Regions from separate parts of the Anser cygnoides genome. Here region 1 is linked to region 2. The links are chromatin contacts, called in public Hi-C maps. All regions are on one chromosome and are shown on one strand. Each heading gives the region's core, a stretch centred on a gene start, on an enhancer-like site or on the middle of the called end of the contact. The rest is flanking DNA. Distances are from core to core; before and after follow the strand shown.

What was found. A called contact is a pair of places that touch in the nucleus more often than the background predicts.
Region 1: a contact with region 2 is called in a Hi-C map of granulosa cells, with 2.4 times the contacts expected there. The contact joins two enhancer-like sites. A contact is called at or near these places in 3 of 7 Hi-C or Micro-C datasets (granulosa cells and liver).

What each region holds. Positions count from the first base shown.
Region 1 is chr1:10,220,975-10,227,860 of Taihu_goose_T2T_genome, reverse strand. The region is part of intron 10 of PCLO (piccolo presynaptic cytomatrix protein); the gene reads right to left. Among named protein-coding and RNA genes, the nearest start is that of PCLO, 250 kb to the right of the region's middle. Within about 2 kb of position 2,815, at least 1 of the 3 cell types and tissues checked has open chromatin away from gene starts, as enhancers often do.
Region 2 is chr1:9,910,555-9,917,473 of Taihu_goose_T2T_genome, reverse strand. No RefSeq gene overlaps it. Among named protein-coding and RNA genes, the nearest start is that of PCLO, 58 kb to the left of the region's middle. Within about 2 kb of position 5,288, at least 2 of the 3 cell types and tissues checked have open chromatin away from gene starts, as enhancers often do.

The sequences.
Region 1 (6,886 bases), core at 1,566-4,065, 310 kb before region 2:
GGGGGTATGTGTGGTACATCTCTCATTGCCATTTGTTATGTTAATGTTGCAAAAAGGAGAGAATAGTGACCAATCTTTTTTTCACATAATCAGTGTTGTGAAACATGGCAGCCAAACTAAAAGTATAATAATGTTTTTAAAAATATATTATTGTATCAATACAAAACATTTCTGTAGTAATGCAAAAACAGACAGGAAATTTTGCTATGGAACAGCTTAAAACCAGAATTCACAGTGGAAATGTTTTCATCTGTCAAATTCAGGTGATTACCTACTTACTGGGAATGACGTTATAACATACTTTATAGCTATAAATCATGAAGAGATGTGTCTTTGAGAAAGCTACAGCCATAATCAGCAAGAAAAATAACAGCTCACTGTTTTATCTAGAACACCCTTCCAGTGAACATTTTAATGTATTTGTTCCCCTGTTCAGACTTAAACATTTCTAATATTATATGGCATTCCGTTTCAGGGGAATTATTAAACTCAGCCTACAACTGCGCAGTTTGGTACAAATGGCAATGTAGTTCAGATCAACTATAATTCATCTAAGACATATCAGTTGGCGATGTTTTGTTTATTTTCATGCAAGAACCTTGTTTACTGAAGGCAATGATGTTATGACATTTCATATGGAAAGTAGACATGTAACCTGTTCATGATTTTCCCCAGCACATAATTTAATGTACATGTATTATCTGTTATGATGAGTGAAAGCAATGAAATAAACTGCAGGAAAATTTGCATGGATTTACTGGAAAATATGCAAGAATTTGGGCTTAAGCAACATTATTAGAATGCCTTTGAATCTTTTTGTATATTCGTACTTTTAATGAAAACTACATTAGCTTTCAGACTTTCAAAAGCTATCCTTACATGGAGAAATGTATTCAAAAATGGCTAGACTTGAAATTAATATTGTTATAAATAATCAGTAATGAATGTTAAATTCTGCACTAGTATTTTTAAATGGGGATTCAAAGACTTTCATGATATTTGCCAAGAACCTGACTCCCACATTTTCTTTTGTATCTGCACATTAAATACCAAGTACAACAGGAAGCCTTCTCACAGGAACAGGACATAGGGGTTATCAGCAAGCTGACACTCAGAAAAGAACAAGTCGCCATTTTACTATTTTGTTTTTATTATTTGTTTTTATTTATTATATGTGTATTTTATTAAGACCAAAAGGGAATTCTACATATTACACTATTTATAAAGCCTTCATAATAACCACTAGCATAACGATCCACATTTCATCTTTCTTTCCCATTCTCTGTTATTGAAGCACTTGATCATATGCACACATCACAATGAATTTAAAGAGGGTGCTCCTTCCCTGGGAAATTTACAGCTGAGGGTCTAGATATTAAAATTTTATATCTTGGGTTGAACTGACCAGAGGGGATTTGGTAACACAGTAAAATTTTTAAAAAATATGCATAAACAAAGAGGGGACTAATTTTAATTGAAAACTATAATTGAAGGTTATAAATGAAGGTTTTAAAAATCATTTTCAATGGAACAAAAATAAAGGCAAAGAAGTAGAACTTTACCAGAAAGTGCCTTAACTATCATGCTAAATAATAGGGTTAATGGGATGGAAAACAGACTATCTGCAAAATGGAAAGCAAGATCCAGTACAAAATAAAATGGATCCACTTGCCCATTTTAAATAGAATTTAATAGTTACCAGCTCCATTTCAAGCTCAGCTCTCATTAGAAGCAGAGTATCTGAGCAGCTGAATGTCAGCTGAGCTGAGAAAGGCCCAGAATCAAGGTTTCCTAGTCCCTTGGCAGGTAGTGAAATTGCCTTTTCAATAAAAGGAGCCAAATCATCTTGATTTGTATGTGATGACTAGGAAATATTCTTAAAATCTACATGTTTCAAATACAATGTGAAACACTCCACATACACTGTGTCCTCTCAGAGACTTAAGCAGAGCTTAGACCCAGTGAAATTAGTTGTTGCCCACATATGGCAAACAACAAGATCGTCAGTCTGAAATCTCTTTGTCTCAAGATTTTTTACCTTTTATATTCTAGTTTGTTTCTGCTCTTACACCTAGGACTTGCTGACCTAAAGATACTCACTCTACCATGTATTGTGTGTGAAATCCAACCTCCAATATCAAAAGCAAATGGCTATTACCACAAGATTATTACTTTCTTATTGAGTTGGATGTAATTCTGAAGCTCTATATTTTGTAATCACACAGTGTTATTACTGTAGCCCCACAACCACCCAAATACAGAGACTAATTACATTTTTCCAAAAATGATGAGATTTAAGTACCTGACAAAAACATTCTGAAAAGTTGCCTGGAACATATTGATGGATCTACAATGTAATTTCAGAAATTTTCAACTGCAGCATAAAGCCCAGATATCTTAATAGAATTATGCTTGCTGCTGTATTTATAAATGTAGCATACAGATTTTTATTAATTTCAGATCTGACGCATACTCCCATTACAAACCACTAGAAATAGTACAGATTTCAATGAGTTTTGGATCAAATATTTTACAGTCTGCATAGGAAAATGGCAGAGTTTACTATTTTGCTGGGGAAAAAAAGTATTTGGACATCTTTTTGCAACAAATATGATTGGAATGAGAAACTTCAAAATTGGAAATGGTTTGTTATCAGGTACTTGCACCAAGGTTTAAATGAAATCCAGAAATCCTTTTTTACTAAAATCCTTTTTTTCTAATATTTTTTAAACTTTTTTGTTGTAATGTGATAAGGCTGCCCACTGTTTTTTCCACTGTGTTCTGAGGAATAGGGATTCATGTACATTCTTTGGAAGGAATGTGGACTATTTCCAAGAAGTGACTGGATTTTCTCCCTAACATGGACTATCTATCAAGGTCCTGATAATAACCAGCTATCAAAAACGGTGTGCCTGATAACTCTAATATGCTAGCTCCGTAGCTCTATGTGAGTACTTTACAACAGATAGAAGTACTTTCTAATATGATCTTAGTGGAATGTTAGTTATACCTCTAATGGCCTTTGCAACAGTAATCTTCCATAATTTTTGTTACAAACCATCTGACGAATACCTGTAGCCTGACCTTTATCTTTGTTCTCCTCTTCATTACCCCTGGACTGTTTAGTCACTGTGTCTGAGGCTACTGTCTGCTTGAAGCAACCAGGTTATTTTTCTTATCTCTATAAATCAGACTTAACTATTTAAGACTAAACAGAAACTCCGTAAAGAGATATTATGATGAAATTTATTTGTTTTTAAGAACACAATTTCTTGGAGCAATTTTTATGACAGGGCTTTTCCAGCAACATTGATTTTCAGCAACAATTAGTTGTTCAAGACATTTTCAGACTCTTGAACACAGAGAAAGTATGATCTATACTAGTTTAACAGGGCTAAAAGCAGGAGTTGAAAATCTGTAACTCTTCTAATGCAAGAGGCCAGGTCTTTACTGGTCCTAATATATATAAATGCAATGATTTCTTCTCGTAGCTTTAAAAACGTTATGAGTGCCCAGTAAGTTTTTTATATTTTTTATATTTTGCTTTAGATTTTAGATTGGTTTTAGATCATGAAAGTTCAGTCTATACAAGAACTAGCCATTCAATTACTTCCTTGATGCAAGTTATTATCTAATAGCTATATTCAGTGTTGATTTTTACTGCAGGGAAGTTAAATACAGAGCAATTATAGATCTGGTCAGAGACTTTACAAACTCATATTATCTGCTTTAGCTTATTAAAACAAGTAGTCTAGGTATACAATATGTTTTCTTGCAAAATTCCAGTTGTATCAGTCTGACACTGTAAAATTAAACTAAAACTCCATAAACTAGATGACTTATATTGGGAGGCATGGAAAAATATTATTTTTCTAAGTGTGTTTCTACTGTCTTAAGTAAATAAATTCAGTAAATAAATCTGTGGACAGTGATCAGGATCATAAACTAGCACTCACAGATTTCTATGTCAAACATTCATACTACAAGGCTTTGCCCCCTCCCCCATACAGCAGTAAGCCCTGCACAGGTGCTGAAACAATTCTCATTCTTTCTTTCTGATTATTCTTATTGTGTTTTCCTTCTTATATCTCAGCAAATGGCCAAATGAAACTGTCACTACACCTGCCTTCCTACCTTATTAAGAATAGAATTGAGGGCATTGTCAGTGGGACTGCAAATAAAATGGCTAAACCAGAGGGAGAAGGAATTCTTCCTTGCTTCATTCTAACAGATGTAAAGCTAACTGCAATGTCTAAACGATGTACTTAGTTGAGGTGTCCTTTCAACCAAAGTATTGTTTAAAATAGACATTGACTTTATAAACAATTAATTTATAAATAATTTTCTTATAAGCTGAATGCCCACAGCCACACCTAAGAAGAAGAACGTTGCACATTAATTATTTATTACTTATTTGCAAGAAGTACAAGGCAGAATGTGATACATCAACAAGAGGAACACAACTTTGCAAATAAAGGTTGACAGCTGATAGCTGATTGTGGGCAGTTAGGGGGTTTGTTTAGATTAAGTCCTTTCTGAAGAGCTTTAGGGAAAAACTTTCAACCTAGCTATGGCATTGCCAGTTATTTTGTGCACACCTTCTTTGATAAAGTCAATCACTGCTTGGACAAATAAACCTGAGCCTGTAGGGCAGATGATAAGTAGAGAGCAAGCTCTCTTCTCTTCTAACCTCACAGAATAAGCATTGACAGCACAATACATCACTAGGACTAACTAGAAGTTAATTCTCTGTTTCCTCCAGTGCAGTTTTAAATTAAAGCAGTCAAAAATGGGAGGGTAGGACAGGAGGACTGTTTCTGTTCATTTAAGACAATTCAAAGTTTTCTGAGAATTTTTCCTTCCCTTCTTGTGTTCCTTTTAATTTCTTCTGATCGTCTTCCAGCTTCATCATGTTATCTACTTTCTGCCAGGAGTGTAATTATCAGAGGGACACAAAGAGACCCCTGGTGAGGCCACTCCTGGAGTATTGTTTCCAGTTCTGGGCTCCCCAGTGCAAGAGGGACATAGAACTACTGGAGCAAGTCCAGAGGAGGGCTACTAAAATGATTAGAGGACTGGAGCACCCGTTGTATGAGGACAGGCTGAAAGAACTGGGCCTGTTTAGCCTGGAAAAGAGAAGACTGAGGGGAGATCTCATCAATGTATATAAATATCTGAAGGGAGGGTGTCAAGAGGATGGAACCAGACTCTTTTCAGTTGTGTCCAGTGACAGGACGAGAGGCAATGGGCACAAACTGAAGCACAGGAAGTTCCAGCTCAATATGAGGGGGCACTTCTTTACTGTGAGGGTGACAGCACTGGGACAGGTTGCCCAGAGAGGTTGTGCAGTCTTTTTCTCTGGATATATTCAAAACCTGCCTGGATGCCATCCTGCACAACGTGCTTTGGATGATCCTGCTTGGCAGGGGGGTTCGACTAGATGATCTTCAGAGATCCCTTCCAACCTCAACCATTCTGTGATTCTGTGATGCTGGCTCTTCCCTAGCTTCATGGGGACTGGGAATTCTCTTTTCAATGTGATGCACTGATTAATGTTTCTAATTTTAGCTGGCTAAACAGCAAGTAGCACTCACTACAGTCTCTTAAAACTCATGAAGAATCTGCTGCCTCTCTTCCCACTGATGAATGACCAAGATCAGTCAGTGTTACACTTGAGCTGATCTATAACTCAGGAGTAAGAGTGAAGTGTGGCAAAAGGAGTGGGGAAAGAACTTACTGCTTCTGTTCTGGTTTTCCAACTATTTAGGTGACCATGGCCATTCCAGCCACACTCCATTTTCCAAGCAACATCCCAAGCATGTCTACAATATGACAAGAGAGAGTTTTGATAAGGTGGACAGCCATTATATATGTTATTTCCTTTGTAAAAGACCTTCTGAAAATGGGTCTGGTCTTCTTATTCAACACCTGGTGCTATCCAAACTAGCCCCAAAATGTATCAAACAAGCTGCAGAAAAAACATGCTTAATTCTTTCTTTCTGGTCATTTAATTGACTGTTCAACAATCCAGTTGCACGTCCTGCTATTCTTCCAAGAGGACTTAAACCATGTTTCCAATACCAGTGAATAATATGCTTTAAAATAAGCCTTATGCAAGGCATTAAAAAACAAAGCAAAAGCAAAAACAACAACAACAAAAAAAAAACTGGAAAGATATGATTGAAAAATTATTATCTGACAACACATGAAGGGAACATCCCTGAGGCATGTATTAATGTATTAGATGAAACTGCTTCTGGAAGTTGGCTAATGTGCATTTTTATCTGTGGGGGTAAGAAAGCTACTTGTATTTAAGGATGTTTTTGCCCAGAACCCAGAAAATACTTTGCAGATTAAACAGTGATGCTAACATTCCTATAGCCTCTATACAACATTTCTGATGCCCAGAGACATCTTCATTATAATAGATAATCAAAGTACAGTTAATCATCTCCCTCGGTTAGCCATCTCCTCTCTAGTCTGTTCATTAGCCTTATTAGCATTCCCCCAAGAGGAAGCATTGTAGGTAGCATAAATACTTGAGCTATTTTCCAGTTTATGTATTCTATGTGATCAATGCAGCCTGCATACAGTGCTCTTGTGCAAAAGGGATTGTACGTGCACCGTAAACCTATTGGTTGTCTTTCAGCTTTTGCCTCCTGGCTCCCCTAGACTCAAAGTTGCTACATAAGGGTCTCGTATTTCTGCATCTCTCATATTTCAGTCATATTTCTGAGCAGTCAACTGATTCTTGTAGGTTTTGTAGTAGTAGTAGTTGTTGTTGTAGTAGTAGTTGTAGTAGTGGTAGTAATAGTAGTAGATTTCTACCTAACAGCAGTTTCTCTCTCTACCATCCTCTGTATGTCCTTATATCTTTATCACAAAT
Region 2 (6,919 bases), core at 4,039-6,538:
ACACAAAAACACACTGGAACAGGCTCCCCAGGGAAGTAGTCACTGCACCAAGCCCATCTGAATTTAAGAAACTTTTGGACTGTGCACTTAGTCACATGGTCTAAAATTTTGGGTAGACCTGTGCAGTGCCAGGAGTTGGACTTGATGATCCTTATGGGTCCCTTCCAACTCAGGATATTCTATGATTCTACAAATTGAGCCAGTAGATCTGACAGCACAACAGACAAAAAGTAGAAAACTTAAGAGAAAGACTAAAATACATGGGACACCTTGAAATCTGCAAAAGAAAGACCAATCCAGAGACTCCTACAGAGATCTTAAGATCTTGACACATTATATCCTCCTTTTCCTAGAGAGTGAAAAAAATGATGATAATACTAATATAAGAAGTTTGGATTGAAATCACAATCTCTAAAGCATTCACATAGAGTCAGTTGTTATATGGTCACTACTAGCCTGGGAAAGATGTACAAATATTACTTTCCTTCTTACAAGCTCTATCCAACATCATTTATTCTTCTTGGCATCTAGAACTTGGACCTGGAATTTCACATGTATAAATCACTCCCAAATCATAGTTCAGACACCACACTGAAAGAATCTTTGATGATGTTTCCATCTAGTCTGATATGCCTACAGACATTAAATCTTTCACATCTAATGAGTACAGAAAACTGATTACCTTTTTAACAAAAGACCACAAAACTTCAAAATAATTCAGGTTAGAGTGGACCTTTGGATGTCATATCTCCAAGTACCCACATAAGACACCACCGACTTCAGTCAGATGTTATCCCCTGCTTTGTCCACTTGAGTTTTGAGTACCTCCATGGATGAAAATTCCAAAAATCTTGTTAGAAAAATTGTTCACATCTTTCTGGTATGTGTATCTACTTTAACTTTTGATTGTTGCCTCTTGTCCTCCCATGCCCCCCCAGTACTTCATGAGGCCGAACAAATCTAGCTCTTTGTGCATTTGCTCACACACCCTATGCTCCACACCCATGGAAACAGTGATGGTATTCTCCTGGACTTCCTCATGTTTATTGACATCTTTCTTACAGTAAGAAGCCCAAAACAGGACATAATATTATAGTTACGATCTCACAAGTACCAAACTAGAAAGCACTGACCACTTCAAACTGCTGACTCTACCCTTAGTAAAGCATCCCTGTAGCTAGTTAGTTACAGACCAGACTTGGAATGTATTTTATTCCATTTCCTGTGTATATCTATATCCTCTGAAAAGTCAGAATTAGCATGTTTTTTGACAAATTTTATTTTATCCCTACAGTGCTGACAGAACTTTGTTTATTGAACATTCCTATATTCCACAGGCAGACTTTTTTTATTCCTAACATCCCTGTATCTATTCATCCCACTTCTTTGGGAGCTGTTTTTCAATGTTGTTTTTTTTTTTTCCCTTCTTATGAAGAATAGAGATTTCACGTAAATTTACCTTTGAATTCAAAGCCTTTTCCATACTGAAACCTGTACCTACTAAGTCAGGGTAACTTAGTAAATCATTCACATACTTCATCAAAATTTTCTCTTTTTAAACTATGAAACTTAAAGATCTACTTTTCTGGATTGTGTTAGCCAATAGCCCATAGTCTGCCACATGCTAAAGGTTACAAACTCATTTTAATAACAGACTTGTTGCTTTTTTATTCAAGCAATATAGCAAATTGTATATCTCTGATAAATTGCTAGCCAAAATACCAAGTTTCACGTTAAAGTAGACTGCTAAGGGATATATATCTAGTTAACTTCTGAATATTACCAATGGTGGAGATCCCCTAAGCTTGCTAGGAAACCTGCTCCAACTAAAAGGCAGAAATAAAACTTTCAAGTAAAGCCTGATCTGGTGGTAGAAATCATTATAATTCCCTCAGTGATGATTATGCTATGCTCATTTGCAGGAACAGAGGATTTAAACCTTTACGTTTATACTTGACATACTACTGTACCCTGTGAAAGTCTGGTTCTGTAGCCTTGCAGCCATAAATTAGATCTTATTTCTTCCAGCTGAAGAAAAAATTTATATTTTGGACTTAACTGAGAAGAAAATTTAAACAAACAAACAAACAAACAAACAAACAAACAACACTGTTGTGCTTTAACCCAGCAGGCAGCTAAGTACCATGCAGGCACTTGCTCCTTCTCCCCAGTTGGGACGAGGAAGAGAACTAAATAGGTAAAAGTGTGAGAACTCATGGACTGTGATAAGGACCCCCCTTCCTTCTTCTTCACCCCAGCTTTTGTTGCTGAGCATGATGCCATTGATTGATATAGCTGATACATTAAAATAGGGGCATGTATAATTTAAGTGAATATTGAGAAGCCATCCCAGACTTAGAGCAGGCAACTTTGATTTTACCTGAAGCTTTCCTATTTCAATACATCAAATAGCATTCAGTTCTCTTCCACATAAGTTCAGTGGTAGGAACAGAATACTTGGTTATCTCTCTGGCGTTGCGACAATCTCCCTCCTTGTGTGGATCTGCATGATTAAACTGTCATATTTAGAAAAGGTTATTAGCATTATGAACATCTCAGAGGGAAAGGCTCTCTCAAATTTACTATCAGTCAGAGAATACTTTCTAAGGTTGGATTGACATCTATTATATGTAAGAATAGCCATGTCCTATTATTGCCAAGGACAATCAGACTATGCTACAGATTTCAAACTGAACTCTGAGAGGAAAACTTCTGCAAGCCACCAGCAACATCTTGTCATAAACAGCAATAAGTAACAAGGAACATGTGGTGATAAGGAGCATGAGTGAGGAAAATGGGGGATCATTTGTACTGTCTGCCTCCTAGTTGCTTTGGATTGATGGAAACACACGGTCTTACGTGAGATTTCATAGCTGACAGCTCTGAGAGAAAATTAATTATTTTAGCCATAAATGGAGCAAAATGGCAAGTGAAGGAGATGGACTGGTTGGTTCACAGTTTGGTAGAGAAGGCTGGGGTGGGATCTTATTCCTGTTTTCAGCTACCTAGTGGAAGCTTATCAAACTATTTTCAGAAGTAAACCACAAAATGACAAGGGATAGGGGATGCAAGGTGAAACAAAGAAAATTCTGTTTAGAATCAGAAATGAAAGATTCTTTACAATGGAAGGGGTCAAACCTTGGAGCCCTTTGGTTTCATTAGTTTATTTGTTCTTAGGTGAGGGAGATAACTATAGAAACAGTATCAGTCTTTGAGAAGACAAATCTATACATACGCAAGTCTTTATTGCCTTACTACAGGCCCACCTGTAATGGAGAGTAAAGGCGTATTTGTGACAAGCTTGGTAATCATTCAGCAAAGGAAAAGTATCACCGTTACTTAAACCAGAGCAGCACTGTGGTTTGGAAACCCCAGGGAGATGCAGTCATAGAAAGCTGGTAGGCCTGGCCACTGTGTGTAAAATCAACCTTAAATTATTCAAAAGGAAGTATGTGCACTTTAAGAATGGAAATAACAAAATGGAATTGTGCAGGAATGCAATCCCAAAGTTTTACAGAGAAACGGTAACTCTGGTTGGAAGCAACCTGGAAAATGCAAACTAAGGATCCAGTTCCTTCTACCTAAGCACAAGATCAGCATATATCACCCGTCCCCACGAGCTGACATTCAAAACATAAGCTTGTTCTGAACAGTGTGCTTGTGTGGAGCAGCTTCAGCTACAGACTGCTATTTGTGAAGTGCCTGAATGCCAAGGAGTTAAGGACCTGAAGAAATACAGAGCATTAACATTTCAGCAGTTATGCATTTTCCTGCAGCAAGTAATTGTATTATTCTTTTAGCCTGTTAAGAAACAGAAACACACATCTGTTTAAAAATACATCTCATATTGTATAATTAAGAAAGTAAAACAGAGCATTTGCAGTGTTTTATACAGGCCCTTCAGGTTTAGTGAGCAGTACCAGGGCTGACAGTACAGCATCTCTTTAAGGCATTACTTACACTCATACTTTTCATAAGCTGTGGAAACGTGTCCAAAAATGCTGTGAAAAGTTTTTTTTTTTTTTTTTCTTTCTTCCCCTTACTAGATAAACACTGAAGGATCTGAGTAGCCTAAGTCTGATATTTACCAGAATTCAGCAGAAAAAAACAGGTCTCCAGCCCTCTGACTGAGTTGCTGCCTCCTCCTTATGGCTGCTGAATGTGTTCAGGGAGCTGGAGGGGGCAATGAGGCCCTGGCACTGCCAGAGCCTCGGAAGTGGGGCACTGGTGCTGCTGGTTGCACTGGGCAGAAGCTGCAGGGTAACGGTGGAGGGGCTGAGGCATGCCCTGAGGAGAGGGAGGCCATCACCTGCCTGGGGCCTGTCCCAGCCGGTCCCAGCCAGTTTTGAAACCACTGTGAAACTTGTTGTAAAGATAGGAGGGTAGGGGGAGTGCATGGAGCCTCTGCTGAGGGAGAGGGAGGGAAATGGCCAGGGCCAGTGCTGGGGCTGGGGCCAGGGCCTCTCTGAGTGACTGTTGCCTATGGGCGGCCATGCTGGGGCAGGGCAGGGACGATAAGGAACCATGCAGCCTCCAAATCAGTGAGAAAGGAAGAGCAACAGAAAGAAACCGTGGCATGTACACCTCCAGCCTCCTGTGGTGCTAGTCTCATCACTGTAGGAAAAGGAACAGATTGATGGTGAAATGCACCAAAAATAAATGAAGCTGTGTCTGGAAATGGAAGGGGGAAGGAAAGGTGTTTGGCTTATGTTTGACCTGGCTTGGGAAAGTGTTTATTCAACTGGTCGTTTTTTTTTTTTTTTGTTTGTTTGTTTGTTTTTCCAGCTTTCAATACCTAAATAATCAGAAGTTTATTTGAACTGACAATAAAGTGAGTTAAAAAAATAACAGTTCAGCCTGTGACATTGCTGTGACACTTTTCACCTTCCCTGCCCCGGGGTGCAGTCTGCAGTTCTTCAAAAACCTCTTTGCAGACAGATCAGCTACAGGCACCAGTGGGGTAGAAGGGGGAAGCAGGAGATTGCGGAAAAGCTGACGCAGGGATGGCAGTACTGTTGTAAAGGCGATGTCTGTGTTGGTAGGTGATGTATCAACAGCAACCTATTTATTATCCATTGCAAAATCTGCTTTCAGATGACTGGGGTGATCTGAAAAAGCCACGCTGCGCCTCTTCCAGGTAGAAATGAGTTTTTTTTTTTTTTTTTTTTTTTTTTTTTTTTTTTTTTCCAAAGCTCTTTTGCCCACCATTTTAAAGCCAGCTGCTGAGATGCTGAAGAAGCAGAGCTGCTCCAGCTCTTCCTGCAGGACCCAGTGCTTCCCGCCTGCGCTTAGCACCATCTAGCGAGCCCGAGGGGAACCGCCCGGCCCTGCCGGCCTCCGAGCTGCCCCTCGCGAGCCTACCTTCTCCGTCGGCATGAAGCTGGTAAAAGGAGAGCACTAAAAATAACACTCAGTCCTCTTCAGCCCGCAGAAACATTTGGGGAGCTCTGCCACTTCCCCTGAAGCTTGAGTTTAGCAGGAAGACCTGTGCAGGGCTTTCCTTGTCAATCATAAGCTCTTATCCAGGATAAGGAGCAGGGCATATGTGTTATTACAGCACTGTTGCTATTGAGATGTTACTTGGATGTTGCAAAAAATCATGTCTTAACTCTACATGAGCTAGCTTGAGTGGTTATCCTGGTTCTCCTTTCATTAATGCTAATTATAGCGGTGATTAATTAGAGAAAATATTTAATCTGTTATTATTATAACCTATTTTTAGAAATTAATGTATATTCTTCTCACCAATCAAGATGAAAAGTAGGTTGTAAGGTACTTCAATTATCTAGCCTTTCCCTGGGAAATATGAATTTGTTTGGCTCTTAGTGGTTACAAAGAGCAGTCAGAAAATACTATATCATTATTGTAATAATTGTCAGCACAATTACAATACACTTCAAACTACAGCAGTTTATGAAGTTAGGTACATATGAGCCACATTTCCCTGGGTTATAAACAGATGTAGAAAAAAGCTTCATATTCAGTCAGCTTCAGACCAGAAAACAACTTTCAAATCTTTCAGCTCTTAACTCTGGCCTTCTAATAATCTTCCAATAAAAGTCAGAGTTAAGAAGAGGAAGGGTAAAAATTGGTAGATTGATGCAAAGACAATGTGATATTTGTTTCATGAGATCCATTAACTGGAGGCTAATCAGAGGAAGGTTATTTGTGATACTAGGGGTCTTACTACAATTCTGTGTTGATTTCTGCCGATATACTTGTTGGGAATATATTTCCATCTTGTTCTGTGTTCTATTTCCTTCTGCTCTCTTTGCAACATTCTGTAAGCAGTGTTAATTATGGAGACCTAAGGGGCACCTGGATTTTTGCACGAATAATTTTACTTCTTTGAAAATGAAATGAAAAATGCAAAAATAAATAAACAAAATAAAATACATAATATAAAATAAAATAAAAAATAGAATAAAATCAGCAAAGCAATTTCCAGTCTCTAATTCTGCACTAATTGACATTGACGCAATATTCACACACACATATATATACACACAATATATACACACAAATTCTTTCCAGTGCTCCTTAAAGTCAGATCTCTGGAGAACAAAACACAAAAGTCTGTACAGGTGTTTTATGTTATACCATCTCAGGTATTTGAGCAGAATTTCTACATATTTTCAATTTAGGAAGAAAAAAAAACAACCAACAAACAAACAAAAAACTTGATTTATATTCTGCTTCTAAAACTTCTGCTTCTAGGAGCTAACAATCTTCATATTTGTATGTTATCATATTTGTACATTAGAATAATTGACATTTTCTTGATAGATGAGCAATTCTTTTAGAAAAGCCCTACAGAGGCTGTATTTAATCTCAAGTCCTAACCAAGTACCAGCATATGTGTTTTAAGAAACAGTTTGAAAATGAACACAGTATAGTAACAAACTAGAAATGGTTCAAT